2 separate regions of the Mus musculus genome follow, and region 1 is linked to region 2. The links are chromatin contacts, called in public Hi-C maps. All regions are on one chromosome and are shown on one strand. The core of a region is the stretch at or near the end of the contact, and the rest is flanking DNA. Distances in the headings are between cores, read along the strand shown. Region 1 has its middle 77 kb from the start of Mir7232. Region 2 has its middle 33 kb from the start of Gm38838.

What was found. A called contact is a pair of places that touch in the nucleus more often than the background predicts.
Region 1: a Hi-C map of cortical neurons shows a contact between it and region 2, with 4 times the contacts expected there. The contact joins two enhancer-like sites. A contact is called at or near these places in 1 of 39 promoter capture datasets (hippocampal neurons), 1 of 484 Hi-C or Micro-C datasets (cortical neurons) and 1 of 115 datasets of contacts at active chromatin or transcription factors (neural progenitor cells).

Annotation. Positions count from the first base shown.
Region 1 is chr6:81,814,484-81,822,302 of GRCm38.p6, reverse strand. No RefSeq gene overlaps it. Among named protein-coding and RNA genes, the nearest start is that of Mir7232, 77 kb to the left of the region's middle. Within about 2 kb of position 5,267, at least 7 of the 459 cell types and tissues checked have an H3K27ac peak or open chromatin away from gene starts, as enhancers often do. A contact at or near this core is called in cortical neurons, where this site is marked.
Region 2 is chr6:81,409,807-81,417,238 of GRCm38.p6, reverse strand. No RefSeq gene overlaps it. Among named protein-coding and RNA genes, the nearest start is that of Gm38838, 33 kb to the left of the region's middle. Within about 2 kb of position 3,483, at least 13 of the 459 cell types and tissues checked have an H3K27ac peak or open chromatin away from gene starts, as enhancers often do. A contact at or near this core is called in cortical neurons, where this site is marked.

The sequences.
Region 1 (7,819 bases), core at 4,018-6,517, 400 kb before region 2:
CTTGCCCTGAGTGTCCCCAACAATGGATAGAGAACAAAAGTGCCAGACAAGCCAGTCCTTTCCTCTGTAGGCTGCTTTTGGCCAGTGTGCTTTCTTGCAGCCACAGAATGAGATTAGAACAGATAGGCTTGAGTAGGTATCTATGACATCCTACTAAAGGAAGAGCTGGAAGTGCTCCACCAAGACTAATTTATTGTTCTGTAAATCTTATGAGCCGAACCTCAGAACAGTATGGTAAGTGAAAGAAGCCAGTCACAGGAGAATATGGAGTACATGCTATGTAAATGAATGTACAAAGCGGACAAATCTAAGAAGATAGATAGATAGTGGGTGGTTTCCAAGGGTTGTAAGGAAAGGGAAGAGGGCTGAGTTAATGGATACATAATTTGTGTGGGGGTGGTGGAATGCAATTGTGGTTTGCAGCCATTTGTAAATATACTAAAAATAATTGTAGTTTGTGCAAATTATCTGGTATATAGATATAGTGATTTGAGCGATAAAGCTCCCTCCCTCTGTAGGTTCGGATATTTGAATATTTGATCTTTAGTTGGTGTCTGTTTGGGAAGGTCATGGAACCTTTAGGAGGTGGAGTCTTGCTGGAGGAAGCACTTCACCGGGGATGGGCTTCGAGCTTTGATAGATTTGCCTCACTTCCAGATCACTCTCCGTTTCCTATGTGTAGATGAAAGATGTGACCTGCCAGCTCTCTCTTTCTGCTACTTGCCACCATGCCGTCTTCGCTGTTATGGACTCTGACCATGTGCTGTCTTGTTTTCTGCCAGCTTGACACAAACTAGAGTCGTTTGGAAAGCAGGGTCAGCCTCTGCATCAGTTCCTGCTTCCAGTTCCCTGCCCTGACTTTGCTGTGTGATAAGCTACAAACTGTAAGAGAAAATAAGCTCTTTCCTCCCCATTTTCTTTTGGTCATGTCATTTGATCACAACAACAGAAAGCACAGGAAGACAAACCCTCTGGAACCACAAGCCAAAGTGAAAGCTGTTCTTGGTCATGGTGTTCATCAGCAATGAAACAACCAAATACAGTGGATGTCTCAAACATAGAGATGGCAACTGTATAAGTAATAGTTTAATACGAACCAAGCCCACAAGGCCAGAGTACTATTATTTTATATGAAAAATATTTAGCAGAGTGTCTCATGTCTGTCATTCTATCAGGAGACAAGAGGCAGGAGGACTGTAAACTCATAGCCAACTTGAGCCACACAGAAAGTTCCAGGTTAGAGCTTCACAGCCATGTTGAGACCAGGCTTCAAGAAAACCTAGGGCTGGAGATATAACTCTATGCTGGGATGCTAGTCGGGCATAAGGAAGGGCTCAGGTTTTATCCCTAGGACCACACACAAATCAAACAGGGAACAAACAGAAGCAAGAAGTTCAAGTACAGTTGATGAGGTGAGGGGGAAAGTGTGAGAGAGCGAGAGTTATTATGAGACAACATTAGTATAAATACTTTGGCTGGACGGCCATCAAGAAGGAGAGAGATTGTTTTGTCATGGGCTCTATTTTAATGCTTCCTCTTGAAGTAGGAGGTAATGTTATACACAGAAGGCATGTGGGGAAGAGTGGGAGAGAATATCCATTTTAGGATAAATATTCGTTTTATTTCTTTTTAAATAATATATCTTTATTCTGTGTGTTTCATACATTTATACAATGTATATTAATCATGCCCATACATTATAACTTTCCTCCAACTGTTCCCTCAATGCCTCCCATTTCATGCCCCCCCCTCATGTCCTCTTTATTTTTATTTTAATGAACATGTTTCTAGTTGGTCAGCTCCAAACATGAAGTCAACTGTAAAGCTGTATCCCACAGACTGAAATGACCCAGACACATGGGCCTATGAGATTCTTTGTAGCAAGGCTTTGGTGGTAATATCTAGGAGAGAATGGCATCAATTTGGTGTGGTCACGGCTGTGGAAATTTAGACGGGACAAGGGCAGGTTTTATGATTGCATCAGCAGCTGCTCAGCCTGTTTGGAAAAAGAGAGGAGGGAAGAGAGATTTGGAGAGGTTCCCAGACAGCAGAGAGGACAGGAGGAAGGAATCAGGGCAGGAGCGAGAACAAGCTTAGCAGAAACAAGAGACTGGGTAGAGAATGGAACAGTGGGACCTAGGGGGATGGCTCTGCTGAGAAGGGGCTTGCCGCACAAGCACAAGGACTGGACTCGGATTCCCCATACCCATATGAAAAGCTGAGTGTGGGATGTGCACTTGTCATCCCAGCACTGGGGGTGCAGAGGCAAATGGATCCCTAAAAGGCCACTGGCCAGCTAGTGTAGACTACTTGGCAAGTCCCCGGCCAGAGAGAGACCTTAAATTAAAAAACAAGGTGGAGACCACCTGGAGTTGACCTCTGTCCTGTGCATACTCAGATCCATGCCCCACTGTATGCCATGGGCTAATGAGTGCCTGAGAACAGACTGAGACTCTAGATCTGTGGGAGGTCTGGCTTCTCTCTCTTCCTTCCCAATCTTGCTTCTTCCCAGAGAGCCCCCTCACTTGGGCTGCAAGTAAAGTATTCCATTTTCAGGGCATAGAGGAAAGGTCTGGTGGGGTGTCCTGAAGGCTCAGGCACTGCCGCTGCCCAGACAGAGCAAAGCCAAATCGGTGGGTTTGAGGAACTGTCAGCCTTTCCTGGGGATGGTTTTGCCTTTGGGCTCAGTGAAATTAAGGGGTACCCAGGAGAGATATAGAGAGGCATGGAGTCCAACGACCTTTGCTTTTTAAAGTTTACCTTTGTCTTGCGAAGTGACAGAAAATGTAGGATTTTCAATAATTAGATGTTATATTTTCTTCTGTTTGTGTTTTAAAAAAATAAGTTGTTTGGTTTTGTAGAAAAGTCTTCAAGTTTAGATATCTTAATGACAATAACAATAATGATAAAACCAAGATGGCGGCACATGTCTTTCATCTAAGTGCTTGGGAGGCAGAGGTAGGTGGATCTCTGTGAATTCAAGGCCAGCCTGGTCTACAAGGTGAGCTCCAGGCCAGCCTGGGCTATACAATGAAACCCTGTCTCAAAGGGAAAATGGTGCTGAGGTGGCTCAGTGAGTACCACCTCCGAGTCTGAGGGGCAGAGTTTGGTACATGGTAGAAGGAGAGAGCCAATGACTGAAACCTGTCCTCTGACCTCCGTACGTACCATGGTGTGCATGCCTCACACACTCACACCCAGACACTTAAAGCAAGCAATAAAATATAATATGATTAAAAATTACTACCATTGTGTGTGCATAATGTGTGTGTGTGTGTGTGTGCATGATGTGAATGTGCACGATGTGTATGTGTGTGCACGATGTGTGTGTGTGTGCGCGATGTGCGTGTGTGTGTGTGTGTATGATGTGCATGTGTGTGCATGATGTGTGTGTGTGCATGATGTGAATGTGCACGATGTGTATGTGTGTGCACGATGTGTGTGTGTGCACGATGTGCGTGTGTGTGTGTGCATGATGTGCATGTGTGTGCATGATGTGTGTGTGTCCATGATGTGTGTGTGTGTGCATCATGTGCATGTGTGTGCACGATGTGCATGTGTGTGCACGATGTTCATGCGTGTGCATGATATGCATGTGTGTGCATGATGTGCATGTGTGTGCATGATGTGCATGTGTCCATGATGTGTACATGTGTGCATGATGTGCATGTGTGTGTGCATGATGTGCATGTGTGTGCATGATGTGTATGTGTGTGCATGATGTGCATGTGTGTGCATGATGTGGATATGTGTGCATGTGGAGGTCAGAGAACAATCTCATGGAGTCAGTTCTCTCCCTCTCCCTCTATGTGGGCCCTAGGGAGTAGAACACAGGTGCTCAGCCTTCCATAGCAGGGGTTCACCTGCTTAGTCTTATCAGCCTAGATACTTCGAAAAAAAAAAAGGTAAACATATGCTTTACTTAAAAATTAAGCATACAATATGGCTGCATTTACCCAAGCATTTTACAAGACCATTAATGGCAGCTTCACTTTAGACAATGGAAAACAATAGAAACATCATTGGTGTATGAAGGAGTGAACATTGTAGTAGGCAAAACAGCTAATGCACAACAATGCAGACCTTGGTCGCTATAGTTCTGATTGGTGGAAAGGCTACATGAAGGCAACATTGTGTAAATCTATTTGCTTTCTAGAAATGGCGACAGGCACCTTCAGCGGCAAGGAAGATGAGCATTTCCCTGATTCCTGGATCGTGACAAGATGGGCCAGGTGGAGGGAGAACTTGCTGATGGGTGTGAATGCGCATCTGTGAGTGACCAGCATGTTCATTTGATTAAAAAGTCTTATTCTTTGATCATTTCATACACATACACTCACACACACACACACACAAATGTGTGTGTGTGTGTGTGAGTGTATGCGCGAGAGATTTTAAATCCTCTCTCACTCTCTTTACTCCCTTTCCACATCTGCTGAAACTCTTCTTCCCGAACCCCCTCCTATTTTCATGGCCTTTTGTTTCTTTTGCTTTTTTTGTGACCAACAGAGTATAATTATAATAGTATAATTAGTATAATTACTTGCATGAGCAGTATGTGTGTGTGTTATTAGTGCAGTATATATATTACAATGGTCACAAAATTGAAGTAAATGTGGATTTGCATATGATAAAATGAATCATTGTCCTTTGTACACAGCGCTTCTTGTAGCATTTGGCTTCCTAGGTGTCTTGGTCTGTGGAGGGGTAGGAGTGAATCTCACCTCTTCTCTACTAAAGAATGTATTCTCAGCTGGGTCATTCAAGGCAGTTTGTTGTCTTTACATCATTTGCCCACATGGGGGCACCATTGACCCTGCCTTTGGACTTCTCTGCTCTGTAAGAACTTTCTCATTTTGCTGAATCCATTTCTAGACCTGTTTAACTCCACTGCACTTGGAAATGGCAGGCAGCAGTTTTTTTTTCTTTTTTTTTCTTTTTCCATGGGAGCTGAAGCCTGGTAATAAAGAAATCAGTAGCATCGCGCTTCAGTTCTTGCCTGCTTCTTTAAAACAACTCAGACCTCCAGCCTGGTTCCGACAATATAGCGGTCTGTCCCAGATGCTCAGTGGCAGAGCCGGCCACAGACTCTAACAAGACTTCTTTGTGAGCAGCATCAAGAAGCACTGGATGAAGTCCCATCCAGGGTTAGAACCTGGAAGATTTTTGAAATAGATAAATTCAAATAACGAGATACCCCTGGTACCTGTCGTTCAGCCCTACCCTTTCTAATATGTGCTGCAATTCCGAGCTGGGGCACACAGTAATGGGTATGCCATTGCTTCTAATGTGCTGGACCTATGGGTGGATGCTAATCCTGCTGCAGGACTGGAGTCTTCCAAACACTCTACCATGTCCTAAGGCTCTGGTCACAGGCTGAGATGTATGTTAGTTACTCTTCTCATCGCTGTGACAAAATACCTACAGAAGTGACCTCAGCCAGGAAGGATTTGTTTTGGTTCCTGGTTCAGGGTACAGTCTATCATGTGGGGAAGCATCACGGTGGGTGAGAATGCCAAGGTACAAGACCACACTACATTTGCCGTCAGCAAGCAGGTGGTGAATGCTGGTGTCTTTTTATGCAGTCAGGGATCTGAGCTCATGCGATGGTGTTGTCTGAATGTAGTGCGGGTCTTCCTACCTCAGTTAACATAATCTAGAAAATTCCCGCCACGGACCTGTCCAGTGTTTTCTTCTAGGTGATTCTAGATCCTGTGTAGTTGGCAATCAGTATTAAGTAGCTCAAGCAAGCTTCTGCTTTCAGAATGGAACAATGGCCAATTTAGGCACCATATATTTTGTCTGCAGGCACATGTACCAAATTTCCATGTAGCCAGCCTCATCCAAAATCAGTTATCTCTGGAGGTGTCAGTTCTTGATGCCCAGGCTGCATGAAGCCTTCTTTGAGGAGGCCTGACATGCCACAGTGAAACATGCAGATCACTGAAGCTTGTCCCAGCCACCCAGGGGACATGGGTCTGGTTCACTGGAACGGCTTATCTTTTACCTGTCACCGTAAACCCAGCTGGGTCCTTAGATCCTGGCTTCTAAAGAGCCGTGGAGCAAAGGACAGAGAAGCAGCCCAAAATGCTCTCTGGCGCAAGCCCTTTGCAGTTTGCCAGGAGCAGCAGGCTGACAAGCACACACAGTGACATTGTCCTGAGCATCAGGACTCTGGTCTTGGCAAAGCAGTCAGTGAGGAACGCAAAGGTGAGCTGGTCTCAGAGGCGTGAGACTGTCTCAGCCTCTTAGGCACTTTGCCCAGACATTCCGACTGTGCCATGTTAGCACCTGGCAACCAAGTCCCTAAAGATGATTCAAATGATGTCTGCTTTGTTTTTTGCTTGTGGATCTTTTTTTTTAAATACATATATATATATATATATATATATATATATATATCACATTTGCTATTGGCTGCAGAGCTAAGCCAAGGACTCCTGTTGTAAGAGGAGCACCCTGTGCCTCTCTCGCCTTGGCAGCACACATGTTCCCATTCATCTCATGCTTTTGGGTGATGAACATTTGTTCAGAGGTGGCACACAATATTGATCCCACGCCTGTTCCTACTGGCATCTTGATAGCAGCCGGAGCTCTGCCTTCCCATTGCCAGTCCCCTTGGGAAAGTGTGCAGTGACTTGTTTGTAGTCAGCTTCTGCACATTATCCTAGTACATTCACCTCCCGAAGTCAAGGAGGCCAAAAGGACAGCTCGTCCGAGGATTTCAGCAGTCTGTATGGGACAAAACATATTTATCAAGTACTTACGGTTTGCCAGGAAATGCTACTTGCAAGTGGGTGATGAGTTGGCCAAGACAGAGGCTGAGGGAGAGCTGTCCAGCAGAGGGAGAATTAGCAGGACAGAGGCTGAGAGAGAGCTGTCCAGCAGAAGAAAGCTGCCCAGGAGAGTTTGCAGGACAGGGAGTTTGGTGATGCTCCTTAAGGCCAGAACGGAGAGAGCTGCAGGACAGTGGGCCAACATGAGGCTGGAGAGATATGATCTTGCAGACCCTATTAAGGATTTGGAACACTTTTGTAAATATAGTAGAATTCAAAGATGACATATATATATATATATATATATATATATATATATATATATATATATATATATATTATTGACAATATGGCTTTTCTTTTATTTTCACATTGTGTGTGTGTGTGTGTGTGTGTGTGTGTGTGTGTGTGTGTGTGCACATGCACAGCAGCATACCTTGCAGGAGGTCCCGGGAATTGAATTTAAGTCATCAGATTTGGTTGCTAGTGCCTTTACCCACTGAGCCACCTTGCTGGCCCTAACAGTATGTTCCTACTACAATGAAATTTGTGTTTGCTTAGAAAATGGTTGTTACAATGTTAGTAAATGACTGTTGCAATGCTATTTTAAGACACAATTACTTCTCCTGTAAGTCAATGACACAATTCTGGGGAAGTTGTTTTTCCATTTATATAAGAAATACTGTGACCTACCTCAATGTACTTTGGATTTAACAACCTGGGGTTTTCTTTGCCTTTCCTAGAAGGGCCAACAGGGTGTAGTTTTGATTTAAGAAGCTGACGTTCCCTTTGCCTTTTCTAGAAGGGCCCAGAGAGGATAGCAGAAGAGAGCTAAACTGGCCTGCTTAACAAATGAGGGTGTTTATCTAGAAGTGCCTCTGCTGGGTGGTGGCTGTACTCACACTCGGCTTCACGGATGCCAATAAATCACCTTCCAAAGTGCTTGTTCAAACCCGCTGTCCCGCCTGCAGTGTTTAAGCTGTTGGTCCATATTCTCACTGATGCCTGGAGTCACCAACAGAAACTCCCATCAGTCTGACATG
Region 2 (7,432 bases), core at 2,234-4,733:
CAATTCAGAGCTTCATGTTTGATTGGCAGACACACTGCTGAATGAGCCATCTCCCTAGCCAATTTTGTAAGATTTAACATATGGACACTTTCATTTGGAATGTCTACTAAATATTAAAATTAATTCTTTACTTATACAATGGGCATATACAGCTAAGAAGTTGATTTTTTCTTTTTGCTTTTTTTCCAATTAGGGGATTGAAATCTTCATTATTCTTAAACACACACACACACACACACACACACACACACACACACACAATGTTCTTCAGTTTGTAGATTATGTAAGTTAAATGACTTACTGATGGTCACCAAATTAGCAAACCAAGGATTGAACCTCAGCTTACTGCTTGCTATTGCCTCCCATGTAGTGTGAAATCTGGCATGTTATCCGATTATAAAACACTATACACATTACAAATAAAACTCAGAGCTTAAAGTGACTTTTCCAAGTGAAGTCCTGAATAGGGGTAATCAGGCCTGAGGTCTATATTTCATCATGAAGAATTCTATAACTGTCTATCAGGCATTAGGAGGATTCGTGCACATTTTTTTTTTTATTTAGCAGAATCATCTGATTTACAGCTATGGTTTCCACATCTCTGTATGACTCCATTGAGATGTGCCCCTGGGAAGCATTTGTGAAGTTTCCTTGAGAGTGGATGTGTGTTGTTTCTAGTTATTAAGTAAGCACTTCATTTTGTAGAAGGATATTGGTGACTATATCCCATTTGGGGAGTGAATGGATATATTTTCATGGTTCATATGCTAATGCATATTCTTCTCATGACTCCTTACAAAAGAGAAATTAATTTAACTAAGAGTGTACATGTTTCCATGCTGCTCTTGCTTAATTAAGTTGATTCGAGTCCTAGTTGGACCATTATGTCAAGGTTTGCCATGCTTAAGACAAAATGTGAACAGGCAGGCAATTCATTTGAATGACTGTAATATGAGTTTAGAATACCTAGGACAATAGGTCCCTTTTAATCTTCGGTTAATAAGTCATCTTAATTACAACTCAGGCAAAGACCTTGACAACATTTCACACTTTACACCGAGAGAACCATTATTTTTCATAGCCTCCCTTGACAAATTTTAGAAGTGTCAGTTGTTATGGGGAAGATTTGTTTTCCAATATTAAATTTTTATTTATGTATTCTTTCTCATTTTTAATTTTTATTAAATTCTTTTTATGTGACTTTTTGTTAATGTGAAGTACAGCTACAGGAATAGATGTAAGTAGGTGATTATAAATTTTAGTAAGCATGAATATACATTTAAACTACTATTAGTAATTTAAATCAAGAAGACTCTATTCAATACTTCCTATTTCTCATCATTTTTGAATTGTCCTGATTTCTTTTTTTATTCTATAGCATTTTATTTTATTTTTCACTCTTCAAAATACCTTCTACATCTAAATATATCTTGATCACATTCTTCTCCTCCCCAAGTCTCCCCAGATCTCCCTTTGCCCACCTACTAGACTTCAAGATCTGAAAGAACAAAACCCCAACATAACAACTTGCCCCCAACCAAGAAAACAACCTCCTCAAAGCCCAACTAAACCACATACAAACAGAAGCACATAAAAGCTGTGGAATCCACCATATATCTGTTAACCTCTCCTGAACACAAGACCTGCCCTCAAATGGTTGATATACCTAGTGGCACTCCATTAGGAAAACAAAAAACAAAAAAACTGACTTTCCCCCTCTTTCCCTCTCCTAGCAGGTATAAGTGACAATTCAGGTGTTAGCCCTCATTTTTATTTTTTTTTTTTATTTCTTTCAAGTTCATACTTGTATAAATATCCATCCCTCACTTGCTCCATTCCATTTACCCTGGAACCAACTTCATGTTTTCATTTTATAAATTCTAATTGATGAACACATTTTTAAACTCACTGAGTCCAATCAGTTAGCCAGTGCTTCATTTAAATGCACGGATATGGGGTTATCTCACTGGGGCATGGAGTTATCCATGAGAGCATGGTAGCATTCACTGGGCCCTGGGGTCATCCACTGGGGCATGGGAAATACTTAACTGGATTCCTGCCTTCTATTAGTTCTAGGGGCTTGCACACTACGCATCACAGAACAAATAAGACCCACGACTTACTAACTTTTGTAAAACCTATTTGTGTATCATCTGTGGCTCTTTTTCTCCTAGAATGACAAAGATGAGAAATCTTGACTAAGAATAGAAGGTTTTCTCTCTCTCTCTCTCTCTCTCTCTCTCTCTCTCTCTCTCTATCTTTCTATCTATCTATATATCTATATCTATATATCTATATCTATATCTATATCTATATCTATCTATCTATCTATCTATCTATATATATATATATATATATATATTTTGAGACAGGGCTTCTCTGTATAGCCCTGGCTGTCCTGGAACTCATTCTGCAGCCCAGGCTGGCCTCAACCTCAGAAATCTGCCTGCTTCTGCCTCTCAAGTGCTCGGATTAAAGGTGTGTACCATCACTGTCTGGCAAAATTTCTACAGAAACAAGTTAACATTCTCCAATAAGAATATTTTTGGCCTTCTCTGGTGCCCTGAAAATAGTTCTGAAAAGCCAGAATTTTTGTGGAAGATAGAGCTGACAAAAAGGGTGCAGGTAGCGGTAGCTAACTATTGATCTTGACTAGTTTAACCTGTGCCTCCAGCATGGACAGGTCATTCATTCTCTCAATAGTGTTTCCCTTGTGTGCTAGGCTGAAACTTCCTCTGGCTAGATCCCTTCTAAAGAATAAAGAAGACAAATCAATTCATCCTCAATTCACATTTCATGAACTAGAAAATTTAGACATATACTTCCCAGGTTATTTCAGCAAATTGAAGCAGCAGTGTATTTGTTTTGGACCTTGGAGTAACTTGAGAGCATAGTGTGGGTACTTATTGTCAAGGTGTGTGTGTGTGTGTGTGTGTGTGTGTGTGTGTGTGTGTGTGTCTGTCTGTCTGTCTGTCTGTCTCTCTCTCTCTCTCTCTCTCTCTCTCTCTCTGTGTGTAGTGAATGAACATCTTAATCTATCTTAATCTAAAACCCTTAAAGTGCTCTATATCTCTCAATATCCAGTGAGCCACATATGTGTTTGGTATATAATTTATCCTGTATCTGTGTAAGCAGCTTATGGACATATGCATTACTTAGGAGTTGCTGTGGAATCTTCTCTAGCTACTTTTGTGGTACTTTATATGTGACGACATTTTCACAATGGACAGTATGAACCTTCTGTAATGTGTGTCTTGTTGAAATCTCAAGAAAGAATTCAACAAATCTCTAACAACCTCCAGTGCCTTAAATAACCGTTGAGTTTCAGGATTCTCAACAGAAGTTTTCCTAGTGTATCGCCAAGACTCTAATTTGGATATCAGTTATTTATGGGAATTAACATGTAGAGATGGAACAGCAGGTCTGTGTGGGATGCTGGCAAGTCAGAGACTAAAAATGAGTGACGTGTGTTGTAATGAGGTACGTACATCTGAGACAGAGGGTGGTAGAGGCAGAGGGGTAGATGAGAAAAACATAATATGATCTGGTTTATTTAAAGGTATTGAGAGAAAAATACATCACTCAAATGTACTCAGGTAGAAGGTCTCCTCTTTATTTTTATCGGAGTGCCTTTATAGTCAAAAGAGACACAATGAAGGCAGAGAGGGAACATACTGTATTTAAAGGAAGAACCACTATTTCTCTGTCACTGTGGCTGTGTTTTTCTATTTCTATATGTCAAGTCATCTGTGCCTTTCTTGTTCAAATGAGTCTGGAGAACACAGTGGTGCACAGCCAGGGGAGTTTCACAGTGAGATGAGCGTTTACCCATCACCCTTGAGGTCCTGGTTTTGATCCTCATCACAGCATAAAGCCAGGGTTGGTGGTGCAAGCTTGTAATCTCAGGACTTGGAGGGGATAGGCAGTAGCATATGAAGTTCAAAGCCATCATTTGCTATATAATAAATTTGAGACCAGCCTTGACTCTGTGAGACTCTGCTTTAAACACACACACACACACACACACACACACACACACACACACACACACACAGAGAGAGAGAGAGAGAGAGAGAGAGAGAGAGAGAGATTTACTGACAAGGAAAACCTGTGTACTGTGTTTAGCTTCAGAACTGAAGAAGCTCAATCCTATAAATTTTATTTTGCTGTAAACCTGGATGCCCTGCTATGGTGTACTTGTTACTTATGGGCAATTTACAAGAGAAATTAAACTCTAATCAGTTGAAAAATTAGAAGCAAATTTCAGGTCTTTATAAATAGTGTACCATGGTAACTATGCTGAGATTATCTAATTCATTAAGTATGATATATAAAAGATGGCAAGTCTCCTCTTTAATTGGCTAATAACAGTCAGCTTGCAAGTGGGTGGGCAATAAACCTCTCAGGTTGATTGTGTAATGACAACAGGATGGTGGAGCTGTTGGTGTGTTGAAGAGCTGGGGGTTCTCTTTTCTTTTGAGATGATTGTATATTTATACCCATTGAACTTAGATGCTCTCAGCCTTGATCAGAGAAGATTATTTCTACAGTGGACAGTAGTCTATGCAGAGATTTGTAACTGATTCATATGCCAAGAATGAGTGGCCATGAGTATTCAGCCCAAATCTGACCACTTCCCTCCTGTTTCTCCAACTTCCACCAAGGCTCAAAGAATAATGCTGAAGAGGAAGCAGAAAAACCCAAGAGCCTGTGGTGGGGAGGAATGTTAGGAAATGCTGTCCAGCAGATATGGCATGGTTGTTGCTTCCATGAACTCAGCTCTACTGTGATTGCTGCACAAGATGAAGGCAGCTATACTTCACCCATAGGGTATGTGCTCTCCAGACTTCATCTCTTAATGAGGAATGATTGATTGTTGACAGCCCCCTGGGGGGGGATGAGAGAGAGAGAGAGAGAGAGAGAGAAAGAGAGAGAGAGAGAGAGAGAGAGAGAGAGAGAGAGAGAGAGAGAGAGAGAGAGACTTTGGGTTTGTGGAAACTTGTAGGTTTCCTGTGCTCCAGTGAATGGCCTCAGACCCATGCACATAAATGACAACACCACATGGTCTTAGTGGGCTTTTCAAAAGCAAAGGAAAAGGCATGAAGTGCAGAGGTGGACATGTGTAGGGAGATCCAGGGGAAGTTAAAGGAGAAGAATAGAGTGGATGCAACCATATTTTATTGTATAAATGTATGAAATTCTCAAAGAATAAAATTTAATCAATAAAAAGATTAATGTATTTACCAGGGACTTTTCCTCAAACGTAGCTCCAAAATAGAAGTGAGAAAAGCTCTGTCAAATTGATACACTTGTGACCAGAGGCTTCACCCCGCCCTCTCATCCTACTGACGCTAGAAGGATGGCCTGAAAACTTCTGACCTAGAAGGAAGTCTCGAGCAGCTGTCTCTCTCCAGCTATGCTCTTGGTGGCTTAGCAATGACAGAAAGACTTCTTGGACTGGGGCTGGCTCAGTTGGTAAAGTGTTTGTAGCCCACATGTGAGCACCCGAGCTCTATCCCCAGCAACCTGGTTTAAAACCAAGAAGCCTAGCCATGGAAGCAAACATCATCATCTCTGCACAGGGGAGTAACAGACAGGGAGATCCCTGGGGTTCACTGACCAGTCAGCCTAGCCAGGCTTGAGAGTTTCAGGAGTTTCAGGTCAAAATGAGAGACCCTGACTCTCAAACAAAGTGGGCAGATCCTGGGGATGAAACACAATGGCCTCCCAATGCATGTGCATGTGTTACCAAATATATGCTTGCAATATCTGTGCAAACGTGCGCGCGCACACACACACATACACACACACCCACACTAGACAGATTTCTCTCCGTATGCTTTCCATTGGCAGGGCACTTTTCTTATAAGCCCCTGGCACAAAGTTCAGGTGTCCTAGCTATGTCACAGATGAAGGAAGTAGACAATGGATAGCTTGGCAATTGTTCATAGCTTTATAATCGCAACATGGCTCAGCAACATGTGATATGAGCCCAGGCTATGAATAAGGTCTGCATGTTCTCATATTTTAATGTATGTTCACTTCACTTGAAGATTCCAATAACATGCCACCACCACCTGTGTGTGTGTGTGTGTGTGTGTATTTGTGACTGAATATATGTGCTGGTAAGGTACACCTTAGGTATTCTTACACATACACTATCATTTTGAGACACACTCTCTCAGTGGTCTAGAGCTCAGAGATTCATTTAAGCTTGCTGGCTCTGAGCTCAAGGGATCAGCTCTCTGCCTGCGTCTGCCTTCCCAGAAGTGTGCCCACCATGCCTTTTCTTTCTTTTATTCTTTCTCTCTTTTTAAATGTCTATGGTCTGAACTCTAGTCCTCATGTTTATGCATCAAGCACACTAGAGCCTGGCCAATACAGAGATTTTTTTAAATCACTCTGAGATAGTCACGAGATTAAAAAAAAAAAGCTGTGTCTCTAATGAGTAAATGAAAGTTAAACCACACGTAGGAGGCAGAGAAGGAAAGCTTGGGGACCCTCACCCATTCATCCTTCTAGAGTCATTACGTTTAGATCTTCTCTTAAGCTGTGCTGGCCAGTTTCAGTGAGCCTACCACACCAGCATTCTGTTTCCAACTCTTCATCTCATGCTTAGGTGTGCAGAATCCGTGTGGGAACACGCCCATGGGAACATACCTTGGGCACAGGGCCATGTTATCCAGGGGCTTATTTCTCATTCCTGCCCCATGGCTCCACTCAGGTGGGAAACTGATTCATAAAGGGCTGTTGAGGGTCATCTAACAAAAGCCACCAGGGAGTCTTCCCTCAGAATGCATGAGGGAGAGCTATCTCTAGCAATTCTCCAGGAAACTCCACAGTCTAACATTTTTTTTTTTTTTTGTACATTTCTGGAAACCTAGCAAGAGGTTTAAAATGACAAGGAAGGCTTTGTGTTAGCTTTGGCAAAAGTCTCAATACACATTCTCCACTCTGATATGAACCACTTGATCTTCTGGGAGCTAGGACCGAAGGTTCTTACTGAGATGGAGACAGGAGCTGCGTGGGCCAGCAGGGCATGAGCAGGCTTAAATGAATCCGGGTATTAGAAACTCTCATTGGAAAGTTTTCATGCAGAAGTTGCTGCGGTGTCAGTTTTATATGGTTTAAATTAACACAATCTGTATTCTTTCCTTTAAATAGGAGGCATCTAATAGCCACAGAATGAGCAGCTTATGTGAGCAACAGTGTCGTAATTCACTAGGACATGAGGCTCAGGACACATGCAAGGCAGCTATTCTTTCTTGCTGTTAGGCTCACAGTGCCTAGAAGATTGTTTTTAAAGTTGTTTATTATTATTATTGTTGTTGTTGTTATTTGGAGAGTTTTGTTTTTTGAGACGAGGTCTCACTGTGTGGCTCAAGATGGCCTAAAACTCATAATCTTTTTGTGTCAGCAATCCTAAGGTCTA